Regions from separate parts of the Mus musculus genome. Here region 2 is linked to region 1. A link is a contact called in public HiChIP or PLAC-seq data. All regions are on one chromosome and are shown on one strand. The core of a region is the stretch at or near the end of the contact, and the rest is flanking DNA. Distances in the headings are between cores, read along the strand shown. Region 1 has its middle 24 kb from the start of Pex3. Region 2 overlaps Hivep2 (human immunodeficiency virus type I enhancer binding protein 2).

The links. HiChIP or PLAC-seq counts read pairs in DNA pulled down with a chosen protein or histone mark.
Region 2: an H3K27ac HiChIP or PLAC-seq map of extraembryonic endoderm stem cells shows a contact between it and region 1, with 3 times the contacts expected there. The contact joins two enhancer-like sites. A contact is called at or near these places in 1 of 15 datasets of contacts at CTCF or cohesin (the NIH/3T3 cell line), 7 of 484 Hi-C or Micro-C datasets (cerebellar granule neurons, cranial neural crest, embryonic fibroblasts and 4 more) and 7 of 115 datasets of contacts at active chromatin or transcription factors (craniofacial prominence, embryonic basal ganglia, embryonic forebrain and 4 more).

The regions. Positions count from the first base shown.
Region 1 is chr10:13,573,698-13,580,809 of GRCm38.p6, forward strand. No RefSeq gene overlaps it. Among named protein-coding and RNA genes, the nearest start is that of Pex3, 24 kb to the left of the region's middle. Within about 2 kb of position 3,539, at least 18 of the 459 cell types and tissues checked have an H3K27ac peak or open chromatin away from gene starts, as enhancers often do. A contact at or near this core is called in extraembryonic endoderm stem cells, where this site is marked.
Region 2 is chr10:13,980,711-13,988,408 of GRCm38.p6, forward strand. All of the region lies in intron 1 of Hivep2 (human immunodeficiency virus type I enhancer binding protein 2), which reads left to right. Among named protein-coding and RNA genes, the nearest start is that of Hivep2, 18 kb to the left of the region's middle. Within about 2 kb of position 2,276, at least 299 of the 459 cell types and tissues checked have an H3K27ac peak or open chromatin away from gene starts, as enhancers often do. A contact at or near this core is called in extraembryonic endoderm stem cells, where this site is marked.

The DNA of each region.
Region 1 (7,112 bases), core at 2,289-4,788:
ATTTTGTTATATATATGTTATATATATATATGATAAAATAGAATAAAGTAGTAATATTTATTAAATTAATACAATATTAATAAAAAGGAATGAATACTAAGTATGGTGAACAATTTATTTTTGAACTACAACATATTTTCAAAGTTATGTGGCCTAGCAACACAGGTATATTAAGTTGCATGGCTGGGTTTTAAAGGCTAAGTTCGCCTTTCCTCAGATCAGAAGACCTTAGCCATGTGCAACAAATGAAGGGTTTAGAAACTGGCTTTGCCTCCAGCTTCTTTCCAGACATGAATACTCTTCTCCACGTCCCTCTTACGACCCTTGCAAATGGAGACAACCTCAAGCCCTCAACAGTAAGTGATGTGAGCACTGCCAGGAACTGGTGGCACAGTCTCTGAGAAGGCTTTATGGTGAAAACCAGGCACACAGTTTTAATCACTGCCCTTGATTTTGCATTTGGTGGTCTTTCAGCTTCCTCTCACATGTGGTAGCTCGGAAATGTCATGTGTATAAAGGCAGATGACTTTTTCTTTCTTCTTTCCCCAGTCATTCCAGCAGTGCACCAGTCCATCCATATTAGCAGTACTTTTCATGAAAAAGATGCCCTGTACAAATTGCTCTTAAAAACAAAAACAAACCAAAAAAAAAAAAAATCCCCAAAAACAACAACAACGAAAAACCAATGCTAGTAACTTCCCTAAGCCAGTCTACAAAGCTGTCCATCTCATCTGTTGACGAAAGTGGGATTCTGAGCTGATTGAACATCCAGTCTCTTTATCAGATACTCTTTCTTTTCTTCAAGCTGGCTTTGAACATTTGACCTTAGTTTTTTCTACCTTCCAAAAACTGGCATTGCAGGCATGTGCTGTTATATTTGTCTTGAGACACCCTTTCTGCAAGTGTCTTATTCAGACTCTACAACCTGCTTGCTTGCTGCATTGCTATTCTTTTGATTAAGCCAATATCATGATGCATATTATGAAGAAAGTTGGAAATCTTCATATACTTCTGTCGACCCTAGGGGCAAAATGGCATAAGCGTGGCCATACTAAGTAAGATACACTGCTTGCCTGCCCAAAGTGTATTTCTAATGACGAAATCCACCATGTATCCAGTGGTGCTCATTCATCTGTCCTGTACCACTGACAACATAACAGAGACAACGGTCTGTTTCTTTGGGGGAGAACAGATTTAGCAAGCTTAGAGGACCACTGAGGATCCATCAGGATCCTTGAGGGTACTCTGTGTCTACGGCAGTGTTGGGGACCACCATTGAATGAGTAGTTATCTGAAAGTGATATCTTAAAATGGAAGGGGTACTGCCTGAAGAATGAGGAGTTAAAAACAAGTCAGTGACCAACTAACTGATGGAGACAAGCTGAGAAATTCAGTTCTGTGTCCCGCTGAATATAAACATCTGGGATCCTGAGTATGTGCTGCATCTGGCTATCCTAGCTTCCCGTATTGGGAAGCACTGACCTGCGGTGGCATGGGACTCTACACAACGAGAGCAAAAGCTATGTAGGCTTGACTGTTTGAAGCTAGCTCTCACTTGGCTCTCACTGAGTGTCTGTTGGCCAAATGTACCAAGGATGCTTCTGTTGTTCTCCTCTCGCAGAGACTCAGAAACGCCCTTTACCTTATGCAACAGGAGTGCCCAGAGGTTGAACAGTGTGGGAAGTAAATAAAGCGCAATTCCAGCAGCTAACGGCATCCCAAGGAAAGCTTACTATTTGTGGCAAAGAAGAATGAACATGACTATAAACCAAAGGACTTCCCTTCTTACTGGGGCTCTGGTTTGGATCTTGGTCACATGACTCACTGGCCACTTCTCCACATATGTAATCAGAATAACAAATGATATGTTACATCTGAAAATGCTTCAGAAATTAAAGTTCCAGATGAAGTCCAGGTGTTATGATTATGTAAGACACAAACTGCAAAAAGTAGCCCCAGATAACTCAAGAAAATCATACTCAAGCCAGAGCAGGGAGTGGACCTTGTCCATCATGGACACAGCTCTCACCTGTCAAAATGCCAGGGTAAAACTTTGATGAAATTACTGAACTATCCTCAACAGCAACAGAATTATGAAGACACTCTGAGATAACGAGTCCTTTTTTATTGTGAATGAAGATTTTTCATGTTTATTATGCAGGTTATAGGAACTACCCAAATCGTTGAATTGCTCAAGATGGACTTTGACTGAAGTAATAATGAGTAAAGTACTATTTGTTGATCAAGTGAAATTTATTCCCTAATTATGATATATAATTTACATAAGGCAGAGTTCTTCTAATTATGAAATATCTTATCTTAATGGCTCACAAGACACAATCAACATTTTCTCCCTCAAATTAAAGTGAACAATGAACAAAAACAGTACAGACAATAAGAGTCCTTATTGGGAATCTGAGGCAGGAGGATTACCAAAAATTGAAGCTTATACCTGGACTGATTGAAAAAATGAATTCCTGGACTACCTGAGATACATAAGAAAACCCTCTCTGAAACCAGCAAACAAAGCAATAAATAGAATAAAAAGGAAGAAAAGTGAGACTCAAAACAGCAAAGGACCCATTGGAAGTCAGGAAATTAAGGACCCAAGATGAAGGAGGAGCTTTTATTTTTAATTAATTAATTTATTTATTTTTACTTCTTCACTTTTCTCTTTTCAGTCATCCCCTCCCACAACCTTCCCCTGCCCCGGGCCCCCATCTCCTTCTCCTTCTGAGTGGGTGGGGCTACTTTGGTATCCCCCAATCCTGGTACTTCAAGACTCTTCGAAGCTAGGTACTTCCGCTCCCACTGAGGCCAGACAAGGCAGGCCAGCTAGAAGAGCATATCCCACATACAAGCAACAGCTTCTGGGATAACCCCTGCTCCACTTGTATGGGTCCCACATGAAGGCCATGTTTCACATCTGCTACTTATGTGCACAGCCAAACAGTGTATGGAGCTTGGGGACTCTTATGGAAGAGTAGAAAGAAGGATGGAAGGAGAGCCTTAAAGGATGAAGTTGGGCTTCCATGGCTAGAGGATAGAACTGGGATGTTGGAGACTGTGGGGATGGGACAGTGGTTTAGATGATCCTGGCTGGGTACACTGGATCTTAGCCACAGTCAGAAGTCCCTGTCAGTGAAGGAAGCAGTCCTGGGTTAAGACTCAAACATGAAGGTGTTTTGGAATGCACCATCAGGGCTCACAGGAATCAACAAGGAGTCAGGAAGGGATTAGCAAACATCCCTGCTAAGGTTAAAATTAGCATGAATTTGACCTGCCCTTCTCAGTGCCTGGATGGAAACTCTCCTTGGTTAAGATCCAGAAGTGAGGGTTTCTAAAACCTTAGACCAGAGTTTGAAGATAAGCGGATTTGTTCAGGAATGTTGCCTTTGTTCGTAGCCTTGGATCATTACTGAAGGTATTTAGGAGACAGCGGAGTGGCACGCTTTGTTTGTGGTGGTTCTGTCCCTTATTTATAGATGGAATGTTTGCCATGGAAGACCTTGATCTTGCTTTTGCACAGGATGAATGCGTTGCTAGAAACACCAGCCATCTCGGTGTTGTCCTTAGCACTGAAACAGGATCGCACGTAGCCACACTCCCCCTTCTTCTGTGCTTGCTCATTATTTATCCTGGACTTATCTCAAAGACAGATTAAAGGACAAAGCATGAACCTACAAGCAATCCCTAACCTCAAATATTTGATCTATGTCATCACATCTGAGTAGTTCAGAATCTTAGAAAAGACAAACCGGGGAGTTTGGCTTCTCTCTGCCCCTTTAAAGGAAGAGTCAATGCAGCTTCTCTACATGCTCAAGTCACCCATTGGTAGCCCTTTCTAAATCTTAAGGCAGTACACAAACCATCTTCCTGTGGCATAGATCTGTCACTCCAAAATTAAAAGTAAGCCAGATGCTACTTGCCTCAAGAGAAACCTATAAGTTAAGTTAAAAAAAAAAAATCAATTTTTGTATATGGGATGGATCCCCGGATGGGGCAGTCTCTGGATGGTCCTTCATTCTGTCTAAGCTCTGAACATTGTCTCTGTAACTCCTTCCATGGGTATTTTGTTTCCCATTCTAAGAAAGAACAACAATATGAACTAACCAGTAACCCCCAGAGCTGTGTCTCTAGTTGCGTATGTAGCAGAGGATGGCCTAGTAGGCCATCGTTGGAAGGAGAGGCCCTTGGTCTTGTGAAGATTATATGTCCCAGTACAGGGGAATTCCAGTGCCAGGAAGCGGGAGTGGGTGGGTTGGGGAGCAAGGCTGGGGGAGGGTATAGGGGACTTTGGGGATAGCATTTGAAATGTAAATGAAGAAAATATCTAATAAAAAAACAAGGAAAAATCAATTTTTGTGTTTGTAAGTTTAAGTACCTATATATTGTATTTAGTTACAGTGAGGTGCCTCAAAATATTGGAAACATAATTTATTAGGTATCTCTCTGGCTTTAAGAGACCTGTCAGTGCATAGTAGGTAGTTTGTTTACAAGGAGACAATTAGTCATTGATGTGGCCAGTCATTTCAATAACAATAAAAACTGCTAAGAATTATGTTGGCTGAGTTCATAATAAACTCCTTACAAATATTACCTATTGGTCATAAGTAGTCACCATGTAAATATAAATATTGGCTATTATAATCAATCAAGTAGGGGTTCTTATGACCACTCCTTTCACAGATGGGGAAATTAAGGCTTATAGAGATTAACTAGCCTGGTATCACACAAGGCCAGAATTGAGCCCACATCTGGATGGTTACAAAGCCCATTTACCACCATGTATTATTGCTTAATAAATAGCCCTACAGATAACATTATGCTAGATTTTCAACAAGGAGAATTTCTTTTTCCTTGCTGTTATCTTAAGACTTTTAAAAATAAAACTTCAAGCATTCATTTTAAATGAGTTTTATCCCTATAAAAGCCATCCAAACAGCACAGCAGATTCTCAAATGTTAACTTCTTACATAACTCCAGTGATCAAAAACAGGAAATTAATATTGATATGAATTCTCTTCATGGCCAACAGGCTTCATGCAAATTTTACCACTTTTCCCACTAAGTCCCAAGGTCTCAGCCAGGAGGACACACTCCTGTCATGTCTCCTTCTAGACCAGTTCTGTAGTGCATGACCTAGAGCAAGGAGGTCTCCCTCTGTCCTTACCCAGGCTGCTTTGCTTGTTTGGTGTGAGTCGCTTGAGTCCAGAATGCTTCCATAATCTTCCTTTGTCAGCCATGACTCTTAAAAAATGCGGACTAGTTATTTTTTTTTCCAGAAACATTTAAATTTGGGTTCATCTAAGGTTTCTTCATGAATAAATTTGGGTGTGCCTTTGTTAATGTTGACAACTCTCAAAGTTATGCTGTGCATTTCTGGGTGTTTTGCAGCAAGTCCTGCCCCAGGTTGGTTTGTTGAGCTGCCATTGACGTTGAGTTTGGCCCTTTGGCTAAGGTGATTTTAGTCATATTTATCTGCTGTAAAACATTTCCCCTGCAACTAGCACGTTTTTGTTGGGAGTATATTTTGAGACCATGTTACTATGGTCCCTTCTAATTTTATCACCCGTTCGTGATTCTTTCTTAGCATCAGGATTGCTGTGTGGATACCGGCTTTCTCCCTCACCGTTACTTCTGTGCTTGGAATTCTATTGTGAGGGAAAGCTTTCTCTTCTTATCTATTTACTTTTTTGGTTATTTATATCAGAATAAAATCATGGACTTGTACCGAGTCTCACTATGTACCCTAGGCTGACATGGAACTTGGTATGTAAACCAGACTGTCCTCCAATTCACAGAGATCTGCTTGTCTCTGCCTCCAGAGTGCTGGGCTTAAAGACATGCACCACCATGCCTAGCTAAAATAATGGCTTTTCTTTTTGATTCTCTAATAGCCTATTCCTAACATTATTTTTTTTAAATTACCTCATATTCAAGATAATGCCTTCAGGAGATTACTGTGTCTTTTGATATTTCTTCCATTACTTAAAAATTTTTGAAACTACAATTTAATTACAACATTTCTCTCTGTCTTTTCCCCTCCCAACCCTGCCCCATATACCTTTCCCTGCTCTCCTTCAAATTCATGGCCTACTTTTTGCTAATTGCTATTGCATGCACATATGTATACATATAAATATTGCTAAGTATTGCTAAGTTGAGTTCGCATAATGTTACCTGTATGTGTGTTTTCTAGGCTGACTCTTTAGCAGTGGGGAAGCCCTCTTTCTTCTCCCTCTCTTGGCTTCCCTCGATTGCCTATAGTTCTTTATGAGGCCTCATGAGCCTTTCTCTGTCCAGTTTGACATGTTCATTGATGTCGTGCTTCTTCAGTTCATGTGCAAGCAGCCACGCTGGCGAGACTTGATGGCTGTAGCTTCTGATATTACCTGCTCTGACATTGTGCTGTGCATTTCCAAGGGTTTCGCAGCTAGACCTGCCCCTTGTTGATTTGTCGAGTCTCTTCTGCATCATGACTCGAGCCTTAGGTGCATGAGTGTTTTGAATGTGTATCCATTAGTACAGGGCTGCGAAGCTCTTCATTGTCACTGGTTGTGGTTTTCTGTAGTGGTCTCCCATCTGTTGCAAAGAGAAGTTCTCTTGATAAGGGTTGAAGCCTACACTTACTTGTGGGTATAAGGACAAGTGTATATACATTATTATTAGGGATTATGCTGGCTTAGTAAATTAGTGGCTGTAGATTCTCCTTCAGTAGCCATGACCTCACTAGCTGTGTTTCCAGGACAAGGGGTGGTTTCCCAATTTTTTTTCTGCCTATTGTTTGGTTTAGGCTACCCCCACCAACTCTCCAATGGGCTGAGGTGTATTTTTACATACCAAAGCAGACCTGGCCTCCAGGTTCTCCCAGCATCCCTCAGCCCCTACCTGGCATACCTTGTCCCCAGCTCTGAACTTTCCAGCCTAAGGGCTGGGCTGCCCTTCCAGAGGCGCCTCCCAGACATTTTGTAATCTCTCTCTCTCTCTCTCTCTCTCTTTCTCTCTCTCTCTCTGTCTGTCTCTCTCTTCTCTGTCTACACACACACCCTTTTTTCTCTCTTTCACCCATGCCCCCCTTCTCCATGGCAACTTCCCTGGTATTGGTCCTT
Region 2 (7,698 bases), core at 1,026-3,525, 410 kb after region 1:
GATCACTCAGGAGACGGACAAAACACGGAAGGTTTTCATGGGATCGGATACATTAGGCTCCCTCCCCTATGCAAGGATGGATGCTTCGACACTGTTGGGATTTAAACGTTGCTGTGTGTGTATCTCTGTCTGTGTCTGGAGAATGACTCTGTGGTTAAGAGCACCTATTGCTCTTGCAGAGAACTTTGGTTTGGTTCCCAGCACCCTCGTGGTGGCTCACAACCATCCCTAATCTACTTGCAGGGCATCCGGTGCCTTTTTCTGACCCGTGGTTACTGTATGCATGCGGTGCAGACAAAATACCCATACATATAAAGATAAAATGAATCGAAAACTTACTTTATAAGTTGTTGTGTCCATGCTAAGGAAACAAGGAATTTGGAATGATTATCTCTTAGACCCTGCCAAGAGTCACTGTAAGGCATCGCCTCCCTGAAGCAGAGCAGAGGTAACATAGAGCATAGTTCAGGTCTTTACAAGTCTGTTGGCTCCCCAGCTGAGTGGACATTTAAATACTCAGAGCTTATTTCTGACTGACAGTTTAATTATGTGCTGAGTAAATGGAATATTTTAATATTATGTAAATTATACGCAAATTTAAACTGATGATGCAAAAACCCTACTTTTTTCTTAGGGTGTTAAGGTGAAAAGACAAGAGTGGTCAAAGACACATTGGTTTTGGGTCACTATAATGGCATCCTTTGATATTGCCTTAGACAGTGAGGATTGAATATGGCAGTTGACATTCATCAGATTCCATGTTTATGCCCATTTAGCATAAAAAAATTAGTACCCTTTAACAAAGGGAAGGTGGTGGATCTGACTTGCAGCTCAGCTGGTGGAGACTGTACCTGGTTTGATCCCTGCATCGCAATGGTACATACCTATTATCTCAACACTAAAAAGCTAGAGGCAGGAGGATCACAAGTTTTAGGTCACCTAGCTAGAGAAGTTGTTTCTTAAATAATGTATACAGAACCCTAAATATGTTTAAAAAATCATGTCTTAGATCAGCTTAAGGTTCATAGCAAATTGAGCAGATAGATATTTCTCATTCAGCTTACCTGTGTGTATACTGCTGCCTCCCCGCTTCAGTTAGTGAGGAAGACCTGCTACTCCAAAGATTTATATTGAGAAATTACCATTGCTGAAGGTCATCATGTAAGGCTGTAAATGTCTCTTATCATGTCCTGCGAAACACTGCATAGTTGAAATGTTAGAGACGGTGGTTCAGTGCCTTCATACTGGTTTGTCATGAGAACAGAAGTTATCATTTTTTCTTGTAATTAACAATCTATCTCATTAGCAAACTGAAAGGAAACTATTTCAGTTTTTATTTCATAATAATTATACAATACCTTATGGTCTTATTTTTAACCACTGTTAACCTTAACCCACTGACTTGTAGAATTACCCAGGGTTATCATGGTTATGGCTTGAAACGAAATACAAGTCTGGAAATTGAGGCTAAAGAAAAAAAAAAATCAGTGGCTTAAAAACTATAAATCGATCATTTTTCCCTTAAAATATTTTGGTCCTGTTTTTTGTTGTTATTATCCAGGGTAAGAGCAAGACCAAATAGATCTTAGGAGACTTTTAAGAAATAAATTACGAGCATTAAAGACCTCAGTAGGTGGAAGTTTATGCTGTGCAGTGGGTATTTAATGAGAACATAGCATTTCCTGTTTGTCTTCGACTTCATTGGAGGTGCGCAGTATGGAAATCAGCTTTCATTTCTGCCATGTGTCAGTTGTTTAAGGAATCAATATTGGAGATAAAAAGTGGGGCTCGAGGGGAGGAAGGGGGAGGGCAGGCAACTTTTGATGCTTTAAAAGATTCCTGGTAGCCAGGTGTGGTGGCGGACGCCTTTAATCCCAGCACTTGGGAGGCAGAGGCAGGTGGATTTCTGAGTTTGAGGCCAGCCTGGTCTACAAAGTGAGTTCCAGAACAGCCAGGGCTATACAGAGAAACCCTGTCTCGAAAAACAAAACAAAACAAAACAAAACAAACAAAAAAAAGATTCCTGGTAGAGAGTCCTATTAGGGAAACTGCAATCAGGATCGGGCAAGGAAAGTGCTTCTTCAGCCTCTGAAGATGCATGCCTCTTCTTGCTGGGGCCGGGCGGGGGTTGGTGGGCGGGAGTTGAGTCCTGCAGGACCGTAAGGCGTCAGGTGGCCTCTTGTGGGACTGCAGACCCGGGAGGCGCAGCGTTGCAGCGGGAGTCTCAGCGCACGCCCCCGCCTGCGAGCCCCCGCCCTGCCGGCAGCTGACCTTTGGCCCAGGGGCGGCCATCCGAAGGCGCTGACTGCGATGACGTCTCCCTGGCTGTCAGTGCACAACAGGAAATGCTCTCCGCCTCCCCACTTCCTGCCTGGAGAAAGTGGGGCTCGCTGCTCTAGCAGCCGGCCTAGTTTCGGGGCCCATGCGGAGCACCCTGGTTGCGCAAGGGCTCTGGGTGCAAGGCCTGGCAGGGGCTGCCTGGGCGGAAAGCCAGGGTGAGCACTGGCCGCGGACCGCCCAGCCTGGGGACCCCGAGCATCCGGAGGGGTCCCGGAAAGGAGGCCCCAGTGCTGAATAATGCTGACCTCACAGGGCCTCTGTTGATTCTCTGTTGTAAAGCCCTGACAGGAAGCCTCCTCTTTAACCCTCCTTCCAAAGGCCACCTTTGACTTTGTTGTGGAAATACTGACAAGGGCATCTGGGGCAAAACCTAAATATCAGGCCTGGGGACCCTGCAGGACAGACCCCTTCATAGTCATTTAAGCCATTGTTTAGGTAAAGTGAGGTTTTCTTTTCTTTCTGTGTGTTTTTTTTTTTTAAATATGAACCATTTTGCAAACTTAGGACAGTAATACATCAGTAGCTGTGGATGTATTATCTCGAATTTGCAGATATTTTGCTGATCTCTTTCTCCCTGGTAGACTTCAAACAACGGAAACCAAAGCACGTCAACCTAGGCTTATTAATAAGACATGTTTACATAACCCTTGAAACTGCATTTTAGAACGATATACAATCTATAATTTAGTACCGCGGATGCCCGTGTCGCGCATGCTTGCCAGTACGATAAAGGGAAGAGCCGTCAGCTAAGCAAGCATTGTGCTTATTTCCCTGGCTGACTCATGAATAGGCTTTGTCATGGGAGACTGTTCTTCTGGCCACACGGCCAAAATGCCAAAGTTCACTGGGAGGTCTACTGAGGTTTCTTATGTCAAACACTTGACAGAGTTTTAGTTAGATGAAAATACTGTGTAGTAGTTTCTATTAAACCCCAGGAATATTGTGGAACACGCACTTTACTCTCTGTGTTCTGCTACACTGACCTATGCTTTTGAAAGCGTAGCTTAAATGTCCTCACATGATTAGCCCATGTGTGTAGCATATGATGTCATTAGCCTTGGGAACTGTCAACTGATTTATGCAGTGAAGAACTTTAAGGCTATTTGAGAAGAGTTTTAAGTAAGACCTGTGGGTCTTGAAATCATGTCTTTGGTTTGTTTGTTTGCTTGCTTGCTTGTTTTTTTCTTTCTGGTGTGTATCTGTGGGAGGATAGTTTTGTTTCTTTTGAACTTCTACAGATTATAGAAGGCTACTCAGGGAAATAAACTTGGAGCATAAAAATCAGGGCAAGTTGTAGTTGAGGGGGGCTGACATCATTGTGTAGGCATTACCACATGCTAGCACACCTTATCAAACACAGAGCCTAAAGAATGTTAGGCAAGCTTGCTACCACTCAGCTGCACCCATGATGCAATCTTGATTGTTTAACAATTTGAAGAGCAAACAAGACCATGGGAATTAAAATCTCAGTGGAATAGAAGAATGTTACATTAGTAAAAGATTAAATTTGGGAGGTGATTTTCTTGTCCTTGTACTGACATAGGCAGGAGGTACATTGGATGTCCTGTAAACTATTGAAGTACATGTGAATTTCATCTTTGAGGTTACACTATGTTTGAGCCCATTGTCCATTGCTTTTCTGTATGATTTAACCACTTCTAAATCCAGCTTGTCCGTGTATGACATTAGCATTATGCAGATATTTATTTAGTAGTCGATTAATAAGGATCAATTACTCCAGATTTGAATTAACAATAATCTCCAGTTTTTATGCACCTTCTTGTTCGAGGTGCTAAGTAGGATCCTTAGACTCATTAACTAAATCTCATAATTGTCAGGAGAGTAACATACACTTGTGTGAAAACCATTTTATGAGGAGCCCTTCTGAGTGGTACCAAATTAGAATTTTTATAATATTTATCCAAACCAACATTTGATCTATATTTGTGGCTCAAATATATGTGCTTCATTTCATCCATGAATAGATATGCCTAGTTTGGAGGAAATACTTTTTTTTTAAAAAAAGATTGTATGTATGTATGTTTGTATGTATGTATGTATGTATGTATGTATGTATGTATGTATGTATATGAATACACTGTAGCTGTCTTCAGACACACCAGAAGAGGGCATCGGATCCCATTACAGATGGTTGTGAGCCACCCTGTGGTTGCTGGGAATTGAACTCAGGAGCTCTGGAAGAGCAGTCAGTGCTCTTAACCACTAAGCCATCTCTCCAGCCAGAGGAAATACTTTCTATGGTGCAGAAAGCTCACATGCCTTCATAGAGCTGCCTGACAGCTCCCCCGAGAGCAATAGAAGATGTCTTTTCAACTCTAAGCTGGGAAGTTACATTCTTGGAGGGAAATAAAATAAATAATAAAAAATAAATCATAAAAACACTGCAGAAGAACTTAGAATTATAATTTGAAACATTTTTAAAACGTAATTAAAGCTTCTTTAAGTGATTTATTGGAACACTTTTATTTTCTTATACAAAGGGTTTGCTCTCTACTGTACCTAAGGAACCTTGCAATCAGGGCTGAGTTTGCTCCGTCCTCGCATTATCGCCGATGCCTCCAGCCATGCCCCACCCTGAGCTCTGGCTCCATGTACAGGCGCTGAATGGAGGAGCAGTAGGAGAAAAATGTTGTGGTCATCTCTCGGGTGTCAGATGCATTTTACATTCCTGGCCAAGTTTCAGCATTCTCTTTGTCAAGTAATTTTAAATTCAGCAACAACGAAACAATACCTGAGCTTCTGAAAATGAAATGTAAGCATAATAGGTGCACAATAAATGTTTATTAAATGGAAGTACTGAGAGACACAGGATGCTTGGCAGTCCTGCAGGCCTGGTGCTCCACTTACTGTGTTAGTCATTGACAAACTGCTTTTCATCTAATGAGAGTCTTTAAAAAAAAATTGCATCACCCTATTGATTTACAAGAGGAGACATTTTAGGGGGAGGTGGCAAGCAGCCCACTTGATGCAGAATGATTTTCACCAGCACTTAACCTGTAGGCTCTACTTATCAGTCTGAGATCTGAAGTGCCTTTAAGAGTTTAAATATGCCTAGTGGTTGGTGGTGCCTGCTTTTAATCCCAGCATTCAGGAGGCAGAGGTAGGCCGATCTCTTGAGTAGTTCTGGTCAGCCAAGGTTACCCAGAGTAAACCCTGTGTCTAAAAACAAACAAACAAACAAAACCAAATGTGATTCCAACATGATTGCTGATGCTGATTCTCTAGAGGTCAGGATGATGGGTTGTGCCTGTACCCAGTGCCTAGTGAAGTGCTGAACAGGGCAGGTCTCACCTTGCTGGCCACCTGTACAATCACAGTGGAGCCCAGGATCAGCGGGGCTCTAAGTTTGACTCCATTGTAGTAGGCCTGAATTTTTAAATTTTAAACAAGGACCTCAGTATCTTCTTTTTGTCCGGGCCCTGCAAACACAATAGATAATCTTGAGGGTCTATCCATGACTGTGACAAGATTTTATACACTGGGAATTGGTTACCTCATAGTTGGGGAATTGTCAAATGAGTTAGCATTTTTGGTGTTGGTCATGGGGTCTTGGTTGCTGGGGCAGCTCCTCCTACTTTAGGTGGTTATCTGGATGGTACTAGAATGGACTGCCACTATTGGTATTGCCAGGAAGTAAAACTGTGAGCCACTTAGCTTGTGACACTGGACTGGGGCAAGGCCAGCTCAGAGTGCCTTGACCTTTGGAAGGCAAAACTTGGGAGATACCAAGATAACTAAGGGACAGATATGTATCTGAATAAACAGGAAGGAATATTCATGGTTTACTTCTTGGCTGTAACTCTGCCACAGTTCTGTATCAGCTATATAAAAAGGAGCACAGGGAAGTGTTACGTCTTCGAAGTGGCCAATATCTTGACATTGTAGAACTAATTTTCTGTTAAAGAAGTAAGTACTTTTTAAAAAAGTTGCTCTATGCTCTGGAGCTTAGCAGTGTCAGTGTCCTTAGAAAGCTTTGTGTACACACCCAGAACTGGGTGGTTTTTAATCCTTTGTTACATTATTTGAATAGGTGATTATTCTGGCCCGTCTGTTCCCCTTGAGGACATGGACTTTTTGCATTTTAGCACCAGTCACTCCTGTGGAAGAGTAGTTTCGTTTACAGCTTATTGATAACGACCCAAGCATAGTCAGGCTAAGTGTCTAAGGAACAGAGGAGAGCCATATCAGGTATGTTTATTTTGAATCAGTTAAATATTTACAGTTGCCGATATTTTAAATGTCATGTCTTTAGTCTAACATAGTTATTGTGCATTACATTGTAGCTTCCCAAGTTAATGGATTTGAGCATAGAGTTTATTTTGTAATAGGAAAAAATAAGAAAATAATTCTAAAAATGGGCCCTTGAATGATGGGGAGCCGTTTGTAGTGTCTGCTGCACTAGGGCGTGAGTTCCATAAAGAGCAAATTTATCTGCAAGAATAGCCCAGTGTATGACTGCAGACCTAGATTTGCATGGGAGATATTTGTGGGCACTTCCTGGTTTACGTCTGAGCTTGGGCCACTGCCATATAACTAAGATTCTGCTTTTAATTTTTAGAACACACTAATGAGGCAGGGACCAGGCTGTGGAAACCTCTGAACCTGGTGTGGATGATTCCTCTTTTGGGAAGAGTACATATGCTTTCATATTTTGATATTTAATAAATAACATTCAATAACAGTCTTTACTAATTTTCTTTTCCTTTGTTTTGACTTTGGTCTCATTTAGAAAGAAGGTTGAGGTGACTTACCTTCCAGGTATTTATAGCCTTTAGAGATTTGGTTTGTTTTCATGCAGCTTCATTGTATAAAAAAAGTAAGAAAGCCAGTGTGAGCCACTGAAAGTGTCCTTCAACGAGAGTGACAGGATGGGGGAGAAACCTAGAACTAATCAAGTGAGAGAAGAGCGTGTCGCTGGGTGTTGGGGCACACCAGTGGCTTTCTGTGAGTTCAAGGCCAGTCTGGTCTATACAGTGAGTTCCAGGACAGCCAGAGCTCCCTAGTGAGACTCTGTATCTAAAAACGACTTAAAGGTACTCTGTAGGACAATATGTACCATGAAGCAATGCGTACATGTGTTAACTATTGACGCTTATGTACTGTCAGTGGTTTAATCTGAGACTTTAGGCTCCCCCAGTTGTTCAGTTTTATGCCATCATTGTAAATGTTCAGAGCCCATATGTCCATTTTTCTTTTAAATAAATAGTTTGGAAATAGGAAGATACATTTTTATAACTTGAGACTCACTCACTTCCGTTTGTATTTGTGTACAACATTATGAATGCATTAGTTCCCTAAAATCGAGAGAACATTCTGTTGTTTGCTGGCGCACAAGAA